Linked DNA regions of Macaca mulatta: region 1 is linked to region 2. A link is a contact called in public Hi-C data. All regions are on one chromosome and are shown on one strand. Each heading gives the region's core, a stretch centred on a gene start, on an enhancer-like site or on the middle of the called end of the contact. The rest is flanking DNA. Distances are from core to core; before and after follow the strand shown. Region 1 holds the start of PTK7 (protein tyrosine kinase 7 (inactive)). Region 2 overlaps PTK7 (protein tyrosine kinase 7 (inactive)).

The links. A called contact is a pair of places that touch in the nucleus more often than the background predicts.
Region 1: a contact with region 2 is called in a Hi-C map of CD4 T cells, with 5 times the contacts expected there. The contact joins the promoter of PTK7 here to the enhancer-like site in region 2. A contact is called at or near these places in 4 of 14 Hi-C or Micro-C datasets (CD4 T cells, blood, fetal cortex germinal zone and 1 more).

The regions. Positions count from the first base shown.
Region 1 is chr4:139,051,077-139,056,341 of T2T-MMU8v2.0, reverse strand. It overlaps PTK7 (protein tyrosine kinase 7 (inactive)), which reads left to right and starts at 3,602. Exons shown (of 20, transcript NM_001261579.1): 1 at 3,602-3,864. The coding sequence starts at 3,786. KLC4 (kinesin light chain 4) reads left to right here. Exons shown (of 16, transcript XR_013416388.1): 13 at 1-154; 14 at 413-528; 15 at 1,189-1,252; 16 at 1,905-2,377. It also overlaps a transcript of MEA1 not described here.
Region 2 is chr4:138,984,048-138,989,599 of T2T-MMU8v2.0, reverse strand. PTK7 (protein tyrosine kinase 7 (inactive)) reads left to right here. Exons shown (of 20, transcript NM_001261579.1): 11 at 1,143-1,292; 12 at 1,406-1,556; 13 at 1,648-1,775; 14 at 3,204-3,407; 15 at 4,241-4,396; 16 at 5,004-5,236. It also overlaps a transcript of MEA1 not described here. Among named protein-coding and RNA genes, the nearest start is that of SRF, 28 kb to the right of the region's middle. Within about 2 kb of position 2,034, at least 16 of the 40 cell types and tissues checked have an H3K27ac peak or open chromatin away from gene starts, as enhancers often do. A contact at or near this core is called in CD4 T cells, where this site is marked.

The DNA.
Region 1 (5,265 bases), core at 2,353-4,852, 65 kb before region 2:
CTTTTCCTTCCAGGGCACTGACCCTATCAGTCAGACCAAGGTGGCAGAGCTGCTTGGGGAGAGTGATGGTAGAAGGACGTCCCAGGAGGGCCCTGGGGACAGTGTGAAATTCGAGGGAGGTGAAGATGCTTCTGTGGCTGTGGAATGGTCTGGGGTAAGTCTGATCACTGCCTTTTCATCTCTCCTGCCCACTCCTGCTGGTGGTGGTGAGAGGCTCTTGGCTATGCTGTCCCAGTCTAGGTAGTGTATCCCTTCAGGGGTATCTCTGGGAGCAAGCTTTTGACCCGACTTTTATTTTCAGTCACTGGGCCTTGGGGGTGGGGGATGTGTGCAGAATAAATGCTGGGACTAGACTCAGAAACCCATCTGTGTGGGATCCCTGTAGCTTTCATAGCTCACCCCTTTCTGCCAGGATGGCAGTGGGACCCTGCAGAGGAGTGGCTCTCTGGGCAAGATCCGGGATGTGCTCCGCAGAAGCAGTGAAATCCTGGTGAGGAAGCTCCAGGGGACTGAGCCTCGGCCTTCCAGGTACACATGGAAGTCAAGATATGGTAAAGTGGCTGGGTGCTGTGGCTCAAGCCTGTAATCCCAGCACTTTGGGAGGCCGAGGCGGGTGGATCACCGGAGGTCAGGAGTTCGAGACCAGCCTGGCCAACAAGGTGAAACCTCATCTCTCCTGAAAATACAAAAATTAGCCGGGCGTGCTGGTGGGTGCCTGTAATCTCAGCTACTTGGGAGGCTGAGGCAGAACAATTGCTGGAACCTGGGAGGTGGCGGTTGCAGTGAGCTGAGATCATGCCATTGTACTCCATCCCAGGCGACAAAAGTGAAACTCTGTCTCAAAAAAAAGAAAAGAAAAAAAAAAAGATATGGTAAAGCAGGCAAGTAAAGTAAGCCCTTGCCTCCAACTCCTCTTGGCCCCTGATCTCTGGAGAGGTATCTTGGAGAGAAACAGGGAGGAAGTCAATGGGACAGCCATGGAGAGAGAGTTTGGGTAGAATGGGTGCCCCAACTTGGGGGATGAAGGTAGCTGAGATACTGGTTCCTGAGGCAGATAAGAAAAGTTGGGGGAGGGGATAGAGGGGAGGCAGTGATTTGATTTTGTGTGGCAGTGCTCAAGAGGCCCACAGCTTTAAGGCCACTCAGGAGGAAGAGAGGAGGCCTCATTTCTTCCATTTTCCATTGCAGCAGCAACATGAAGCGAGCAGCCTCCTTGAACTATCTGAACCAACCTAGTGCAGCACCCCTCCAGGTGAGAGCAGTGCTTGTGAGCATATTGGTGGGTGATGAAAAAAGAACAGCCAGTGAGCAAGCCCAGTGGAGTAAGGGAAGTGGGGAGAGGAGTCATCTGGGATAATGATGAGCCAGGGGATTGCAGTTATTAAGGAATCAGGCAGATAGCTTGTGGTGAGTGATGACCACCAACGGACAGTTTCAGGCCAGACATAGTAGCAAATAAGTTAATAAGGAGGGAAATAGGAATATTCTTTAAACTGGTACTTTGGAATTATGAATAATTTAAGAATTATTTGTAGATACTCATTTTTTCATCCTGCGGCTACCTTCATAGTAGATGAGAATGGAAAAAGAAAAGCATTAAATAATCCCCATCTGAGAAAACAGTAATGATATTTTAATGGCAAATGACTTCTTATATGAACACACTCAGAGTATATGCCAGTATTCATGTGGTTCTTCCAGAGAGCTTCTCCACCAGATTGTGGCCTTCTGGAAAACCCTAGCAGAGGCTAAACAAAGTCCCAGGTCCAGAGATAGACTGGTCCAGAGATGGATGTGATCCTAGGTCCAGAGATACACTGTGGCCATTGGATGGATGGACTCCAGGAGACAGTCTTTGGGAGGCTGAGGTCCCTGAACTGATGAGGTAGTGTTGTCTGTTTCAGGTCTCCCGGGGCCTCAGTGCCAGCTCCATGGATCTCTCTTCAAGCAGCTGACATTCAACCCAGTCCCCAGGTCTGCTGGGTCCCCCTACCCCTATAGCCCTCACAGCATTCCCCATTGCTCCTGGCTCTTCCCCACCCCTAGGTGGGACAGTGAAGGGGAGCAGTTTAACCAGAAGATTGCTGCTGCCCTTAGGGTTTCAGCTCCCTCCTCAGGAATCCCTCTTAGGAAGGACCCTCAGGACACCCTCTCCGCACCCTGTGGTCCTCTAGAGTAGCTAGCTCTGAGGCCCCCAAGGTGGGTACAAAGCAGGTATGGCCCTCAGAGATGCAGCCTGCTGCTGGCTTTTCAGTCAGAGGGTTGAGGGCTGGCCAGCCAAGCTGCCTTGCCTTGGCCGCTCTTATTCCCTCCCTCTGCTGTCTCACTTCAGGTCCATGTATTTCACTTTTCTTAAATAAAAGAATCAGGTAACCTTTCTGCGACTTGAGTCCTGATTGAAGAGGGTATGAAGCAGGGCTTGTGTTGGGGCCCTTCACAGAGGGTGAGGTGCAGTGATGGATGGGGCAGCAGGAGGAGTGTTGATTCTTGGATCTCTCTTCTCTTCCTCCCCTTGTTTGTATCATCTCCAGCAGGGCCTGTAGGAAGGCATCTGGGGGATGGGGAAGAAGGAGGCCCACAACCCAAGGAAAAGGTGCTGTGGACTGGGTTGTCAGGGACATGTGGTGGCCATGTGGCAGGACCCTGGAGTCCTGGCGCCACTTCTCCTGGCTGTGAGGCCCTCTGTGGCTGCCATTCGTTCTCCCAGCTGCTTGGGGGAAGGGAGGACTAAGCAGGCCTGGGGGGCCCTCCGGAGCCAGAGGGGAGACAAGGCACTATCCATCCCCTCTCAGCATATCTTGGAGGCCTGAGCAGCAGCTGGGGCCCATCTTCTAAAGCTTGACTCCTCCTGACCCGCCTCCTACACCCCTTGCTGCTTTCACAACAAAGAAAGAATGTGGGGGTGGTGGCGCGGGGGGTGGGGGGTGCCTGGAACAAGGGTTGTGCTGGGCCTCCCCACAGCTGGAGACTTGGCCATACCCTGACACAGCCCAGACTGCCTGGAGATGGACTTGGGATGAATTTGTCAGTTTAGCAGCCTTCAGCCTGGCTTTCAGAACCCAGCGTGTTTCTACCTTTGGGTTCAGATTGGTCTAGAGCCAAACCAGACCCCAGTCATGCACCCTTCAGCCCCTCTCCGGGCTACACAGCATCTTCAGGTTACTCTGCTGGGGGACATTAAGGACACCGTGCTGTTCTGGGTCTGCCTGTAAGATTTTGGGTTGCTGAAGAGTGGGTGGGGCCCACCTCTTCCGCTGCCCCCACTTGGAGAATTCTGGGGGAACTGTTGGCCAGAGCCTCCAGGTATGCACAGAATGGGCCATTCTCCCCAGGGTCCACGGCATCTCACAAGTCACTTAGGTTCTCCCGGATCCCTGCAGAGTCAGTGGTAGGTACAACAAATACTCCCCTACCCCTCTCAGGTCCCCTGCGCTCTCCTGAGCCTTGCTCTCTCTGTTCTCCATCCCTCTCCAGACCCCTCCCCCTACTGAGCTCCTCCCCGTCTCGGCGAGGAGGGGGCGTCGAGGGGGCGGGGCGCCGTGCGGGGGCCGGAGGGGAGGGGGCGTCGTGGGGCGGGGCTTGGCGGCGGCAGCGGCGGCGGCGCGCGAGGACTCCGAGGTACCGGGCGCGCGCGGCTCCGGCTCGGGACGCCTCGGGGTCGGGCTCCGGCTGCGGCTGCTGCTGCGGCGCCCGCGCTCCGGTGCGCTCTGTCTTCTGTGCCCGCCGCGGAGCGCAGTCTGCGCACCCGCTGTGCGCCCTCAGCTCCTTTTCCCGAGCCGGCCGCGATGGGAGCTACACGGGGATCCCTGGCCAGACCCCGCCGGTTGCCTCTGCTCAGCGTCCTGCTGCTGCCGCTGCTGGGCGGTGAGTCCCCGAGAGCTGAGGGCGCAGAGCTTGGGAAGCGCGGGAGTGCCCGTGGGCAAAAAGCTGCACCTGGGGAGGTGGGTTTGGGCGGCTGGAGCGGCCCTGGAGTGGTGGAGAGGCTCGCTGGGGGTGCAGGCTCGCGGCGGAAGGGCGCAAGGAACCCAGGGGCCGGGAGGCTGACGAAGCCTCCAGGGACTCGGTCAGGTCCCCCTCCCACCCGCGCCGCGGGGACGCATTTCCAGCCTCACTGAGTTTTTGTGGTCTGAGCCGAGAGTTTGCTCGAGAACTGCCGAGAGTTGCCGGCTCTCGGGCCCAGATGGGGAGTTTCTTGTCGGGGGAGAAAAGACCACCCGCACCCCCCGTGGGGGGTGCGAAGGGGAAAAGGGAGCCCCCCACCCCACCCGGCAGGGTCAGCCCAGGTAAGAGTGGCCGGTTTGGGGCCCGATGCCGGACAGACCTGCGGCGCGCAAAGCGCGGAGCTTTGTTACCTACGCTGACCCGACGCTCCCGGCTTCCCTCCTCCAAGTTCCTGGGCAAAGCCGGGACCCCAGATGGCCCTGCGGGTGAGGGCGGAAGAAGGGAAGAATTAGGGGCCGCCCCATGGCTTCTAGTTACTGGTCTGGAACCCTGCGCCCTCTCCGTGCCAGGGCCGAATCCGGGGATCCGAGGGTCCCAGGCTGTCGCGGTGACTAATGTGTGAAGGCCGCTGCCAAAATCGGGCATGGCCTGGCTGCAAAGGTACGGACGGGGTTTGTTCTGCTCCTTCCTGGATTTCCATCCTGGCTGTCCTCACAGAGGAAAGGAAATCTTTCTAAGGACAGAAAAGCAAAAAGAACTCATTCAGGTTTTTCTTGGGGGGCCTTAGTATTTTAACGCGGGTGTGGCCCTCATCACCAGGCAGACAGCACCGCCCTCCCCCCCAACTCCCGCAGCTTTTATTTCCTGGCTTGGTCACACCTAAGAGTCACCACTGAGGTGTCGAAGTGCCTTACAGGAAAGCATCAAGCCACCCGCCCATCCCAAACAGCCCGGACTGAAAATAAAGCCCCCCAGCCTCCAAAACACTCTTTGGTGGTCCTCGAAGCAGCTTTCTCTTGGGGAGCTCTGTCCAGAAGACCTGTCCTAGGTGATCACTTCCCACCTCCTTTGAAGGTGGCAATGGGAACAGCATGGGTAGGGAACTGCCTTTCTAATACCTTTCTGGCCTGCCAGCTGTGGAGGGGTTTTGGTGCTGGTGGAATCAACATCTTCCCTGCGCCCAGTTGTAAAACGAGAGGTAAATGTAACCCAGGAAAGAGAGTAAGCTCCAGGGATTTGGAGGAGGTGTTTGGAGTTGCCCCGTGTTTCTTGTGATGTGTTTGGTGGTTATTGCTCGTGGCAGAATCCACATCTGCTCCCAGA
Region 2 (5,552 bases), core at 785-3,284:
AAATATTTTTAAAAAGCGTTTATTTTTATGTTTTTTTATAACTGTAATTTTATACCCTCTTTTACTTACCATTGTCAAGCATTTCCGCACATCTTTATATACTCTTCATGAATATTTGTTTTGATGATCCTAATAATATTTCAACGATTAGATTCACTGTAATTTACTTAACTGTTCCTTAAATGTTGGAGATTTGGGTTGTTAACCTCCCAACCACCCACCCCCATTTTTTTCATTACTGCAATAAACATCTTTTTTTTTTTTTTTTTGGTTGAGATGGAGTCTCGCTCTGTCACCCAGGCTGGAGTGCAGTGGCGTGATCTCGGCTCACTGCAACCTCCACTGCCTCCTGGGTTCACACCATTCTCCTGCCTCAGCCTCCCGAGTAGCTGGGACTACAGGCGCCCGCCACCTCGCCTGGCTAGTTTTTTTGTATTTTTTTAGTAGAGACGGGGTTTCACCATGTTAGCCAGGATGGTCTCGATCTCCTGACTTCGTGATCCACCCGTCTCGGCCTCCCAAAGTGCTGGGATTACAGGCTTGAGCTACCGTGCCCAGGCTGCAATAAACATCTTTAAGCCAAAGTTTTCTGGATTTAGGTTTATTTACTTTGGGAAAGATTCCCAGAATTGGAATAATTACGCATGAAAGGGGGTATGAACATTTTTATAGCCCTTGATGTGAGTTGGCAAATTGTTTTTTAAAAGGTTGGACCAATTTTGACATTTCCACCTAGAGTGAGAGAGTAGAGTTGTAGATTTTGAGGAGGAAGTAGGCTCCCTCTGCTCAGGTCTGGGGGAACTTTCTGGGAGAGGTGAGGCTCAAAATGCATCTACAGCCTGGGATGGCAAAGAGCGGGAATGGGCTCTAGGAGGGAGAAGTGACAGGCAGCGGGGTAGGGACAGGGCCAATCTGGGCCCAAACAGAGTCTGGTTTGGCAGAAGTGAAATGTCACACAGGGCAATAGGAGGAAGAGGTGAGACTGAAGAATTGGAAGGGGGTAAATAACGGGGGGCTTCTAACACCTGGCTGAGGAGTTTGGACTTTGCCTGTGTTTTGGAGTCGAGGTGAGGGACTGAGGCATTGTCAGCCATCTGTGTAACCCTGATCCTTTCCATAATTTCCCTTTGTTACTCCTGCAGATGGGAGCAGCCTTCCAGAGTGGGTGACAGACAACGCTGGGACCCTACATTTTGCCCGGGTGACTCGAGATGACGCTGGCAACTACACTTGCATTGCCTCCAATGGGCCACAGGGCCAGATTCGTGCCCATGTCCAGCTCACTGTGGCAGGTGCGACCGTGGCAGGGCCCTTCAGCTGGGAGGGCTCTTTAGGGTAGCACCATGTACCCTGCCAGCCCCTTGGCTCACTCCTCCCTGCCCCTCGCTGGTCTCTTTCCTTCCAGTTTTTATCACCTTCAAAGTAGAGCCAGAGCGCACGACTGTGTACCAGGGCCACACAGCCCTGCTGCAGTGTGAGGCCCAGGGGGACCCTAAGCCACTGATTCAGTGGAAGGGCAAGGACCGCATCCTGGACCCCACCAAGCTGGGACCCAGGTAGGGCTGCCTCCCTCCCATACCCGCCCCTCCTCTCCTGCAGTGCCCACTCCCTGCGAGCTGGCCAGCGCTGTGGCTTCTCCCCTGGCAGGATGCACATCTTCCAGAATGGCTCCCTGGTGATCCACGACGTGGCCCCTGAGGACTCAGGCCGCTACACCTGCATTGCAGGCAACAGCTGCAACATCAAGCACACGGAGGCCCCCCTCTATGTCGTGGGTATGGGCTGGGGAGGGGTGTCCTGCACAGGAAGTGGTAGACCCAGACATTTGTCACCTTGTACTCAGTCAGCCCCTGTGTACAGAACATGACACAGAAGCCATTTTTGTGGCAGAGGAGGGGATTCGGCTGTCTCACCATGCCACTGCACAGTCTTAGAGTCCTTGCTCAGAGCCGGGCTGTCGTTTATTTAACATCCCATGGTCGGTGGGTGTGTGTGTGTGTTGCAGGGGAGGGTGTTCTCTTCCTACAGTGCTGCCTCCCAGGTTCTTGCAGCAGCCACACATACCTCTGGGTGGCTGGGGAGCAGGACCAGGTCAGAATGCAGTAGGACAAGGTTCTTTTCTCCAGGAGGCCCAGAGAGAATGATGGGTCCAGTAAAAGGCCCTGTACTTAACTCTGTGCCCCTGGGAGACTTATTTCTCCTCTGGGGACTTGTTTCTACATCCACAGGTGAAGGTGGTTTAAATGAGAAGCTCTCAAACTTTCTTGGTTTGGCAGCATTATTTTTCTAGACAAAGTATAATGTGAAAGTTTAAATGGATGAAAATGAAGTGAGGAGGCCCCTTGGTGGGAGCCACTGGGGTGTGTGTGGCAGTGGGGGGATCCTGCATGTTCTCTCTCCCTTCATTCCCCCAATGCCTCTTGAGACCCCTCGGTGGGGGCCATTGAAAGGTCTCTAGACCAGCAGATCCCTTCTACAGATCTGTTCATTGAAAAACCTGCTCTGTGCCAGGCAGTGCCTGGAATTCTAAACCTGAAACTCCCAAATGTTGCTCTCGGGGCCTGGCTTACATTATCAAGTCCCTTGGGAAGCTTCTTTTTTTTTTTTTTTTTTTTTTTTTGAGACAGAGTCTCACTGTGTTGCCCAGGCTGGAGTGCAGTGGCGTGATCTCAGCTCACTGCAAGCTCCGCCTCCTGGGTTCACGTCATTCTCCCGCCTCAGCCTCCTGAGTAGCTGGGACTACAGGCGCCCGCCACCATGCCCGGCTAATTTTTTGTATGTTTTAGTAGAGACGGGGTTTCACCGTGTTAGCCAGGATGGTCTCGATCTCCTGACCTGGTGATCCACCCACCTCGGCCTCCCAAAGTGCTGGGATTACAGGCTTGAGCCACCGCGCCCGGCCGGGAAGCTTCTTAACAAATAGCGTGGGTTTGTGGTGGCTCCCTGACAGGTGTGCGTATCTGTGTCGCCTGCCTTGACTTGCGATGCAGAGCCAGCTTGGGAACCCTGGCCTCATCTCCTTCAGAGTCTTCCTTTGACCTCAGTGGGGCATGAGGACCTGCTGGCCCTTGTTAAAGCCAGTGAAGGTGGTGACCCTCCCGGGCCATCTGTTGTCCCGTTGATGGGGTTGGGAGGAGTTAGTGGAGAAGCAGGGCTTGTTTTGCTTAGCAGCGCCTGCCCAGACCCATGTGTGTGTTTCTCAGACAAGCCTGTGCCGGAGGAGTCGGAGGGCCCTGGCAGCCCTCCCCCCTACAAGATGATCCAGACCATTGGGCTGTCGGTGGGTGCCGCTGTGGCCTACATCATCGCCGTGCTGGGTCTCATGTTCTACTGCAAGAAGCGCTGCAAAGCCAAGCGGCTGCAGAAGCAGCCCGAGGGCGAGGAGCCAGAGATGGAATGCCTCAACGGTGAGGGGCCCTGGAGGGGGAGGTGGTACCCGTGTGTAGGAGCTGAGCGCCCTCCCGCGGCCACGGAGGGGAGAGCGCCAGCCCTCAGGAAACCGAGTGGCTGTTGCTGGATCTTGGAGCTGGGGCTGCCACACCCCTAGTGGGAAGCCTGGAGTTGGCTGATTCCCAGGGCCTCGGCTTCTGAGCAACCTGGCTTGAGACTTCTTCATTGGAGCCCCTGGGACCAGCTTCCTATGATTCCCTGCTGTTTCCTACTCCCAGCAGGAAACCACAGATATCATTAGTATACGTATACATGTTGCTGTTGCACGTCTTGTTTCCCCCCATGAGTCTAAGAGTTCCCCCAAGGGCAGGCTTTCCGTTTACTTCCCTTCTCCTATCCCCACTTCCCTGGACTGGGAGCTCCCTGAGGTCATTACTGGGTCTCCTATCAGCTCAGGTGTTCAGGAACAGGGGTTGGGTCTCCATTATTGTGATTTTCCCTTTGTGCCTGTTTAGGACTTTGCCCAATAGGAGGCCCCATGAAAGCAACAATCCTTATGTGTAGCTATGGTATTCAGGGACCAGTGATTCAGATTAGACGTCTGCAGTTGGCTTCATCTCAGAAGTTGTAATCAGCTGCATCACTAAGGGGTCATACCCTAGGGGATGCCCATACTTCCCCCACCCAGCCCCAGCCCCATCATTTTATCATTTGGGCTTGCCCCTTCATGTGGAGTATTGTGATTGGACCCAAGTTGTCAAGAGTGGAAGACCAGGGGACAGAACAGAAATCCCCGTGGTGGCCAGAGTGTCAGGTCTCATCGTGACGCTCCTGTCCTCCTTCTTCCCAGGTGGGCCTTTGCAGAACGGGCAGCCCTCAGCAGAGATCCAAGAGGAAGTGGCCTTGACCAGCTTGGGCTCTGGCCCCACGGCCACCAACAAACGCCACAGCACAAGTGATAAGATGCACTTCCCACGGTCCAGCCTGCAGCCTATCACCACGCTGGGTATGTCGCCTTGACTACAGCTGCCCCTGCCTAACTGCAAGTCACCCGCTGTGTCTTGAGGCTGGGTACAGGCTAGTGTTCCGAAATCCCTGAAACCTAGAATGTTAGAGATGGACGGAAGTGTAGGTAGAGATCTAGCCCAGTGTGGCCCCAGAGCCTGTTATTCACTGCCTTTGTACAGATTTTGTCATTGCTGTGTACTACCTGTAGTATTATTTACTTGATGTTTTATTTAAATTGATTCTTTAAAAAAACAGACAACAACAGAAAAGCTAAGTTACCTTTATTGTAGGAAAAAATATGAGAAATCATGGGTTTGTCATAGTTTTTTCCTAGCATACGTTAAGACATGTTTACCGTGAGCCACCAAAAATTCTCATGCGAGTCACCCTTTGGAAAATGCTGAATATTAGTCCAACCCTTTTATTTTGCTGCTGGAGACACTGAAGCCTAAGGAGGGAGGGGGTCACAGCGGAACCGGAACCGGGTCTCATGCCCAGCCCAGGTGGGTGAGTCCCCACTGTAGTAGAGGCTAGGCCCCTCCCCCAGGTCAGGAGCTGCCTCTGCCTGGGTGAAGGTGGTTGGCTGACTCAGACTGTACCCACAGGAAAGAGTGAGTTTGGGGAGGTGTTCCTGGCAAAGGCTCAGGGCTTGGAGGAGGGAGTGGCGGAGACCCTGGTACTTGTGAAGAGCCTGCAGAGCAAGGACGAGCAGCAGCAGCTGGACTTCCGGAGGGAGTTGGAGATGTTTGGGAAGCTGAACCACGCCAACGTGGTGCGGCTCCTGGGGCTCTGCCGGGAGGCTGAGCCCCATTACATGGTGCTGGAATATGTGGACCTGGTATGCTGTTGGCAGGGGACGCGGGGGTCTCGGGTAGGGAGGGCAGTGTCCTACACAGGTGGGAGTCGGGGGCTGGAGCACCGTGAAAACCTTGTCTCGTGTGGTCTCAGTCGAGACCTCACCTGCCTGCTGTTACACCTTGCCCACCTTGCGATGCTCAGCTTCTGCCTTCCCGCTCTTGGATGCCTGCGTTCCCTTTATCAGCACCCAGTCTTTCCATCTGTATCTTGGGGGAGGGGTTGGTCCTAAATTCTTCTGGGACTTCTCACTGTCACACTGCAGGGATGCCTTCCAGGTCATCTTCTCTGACTCCTGT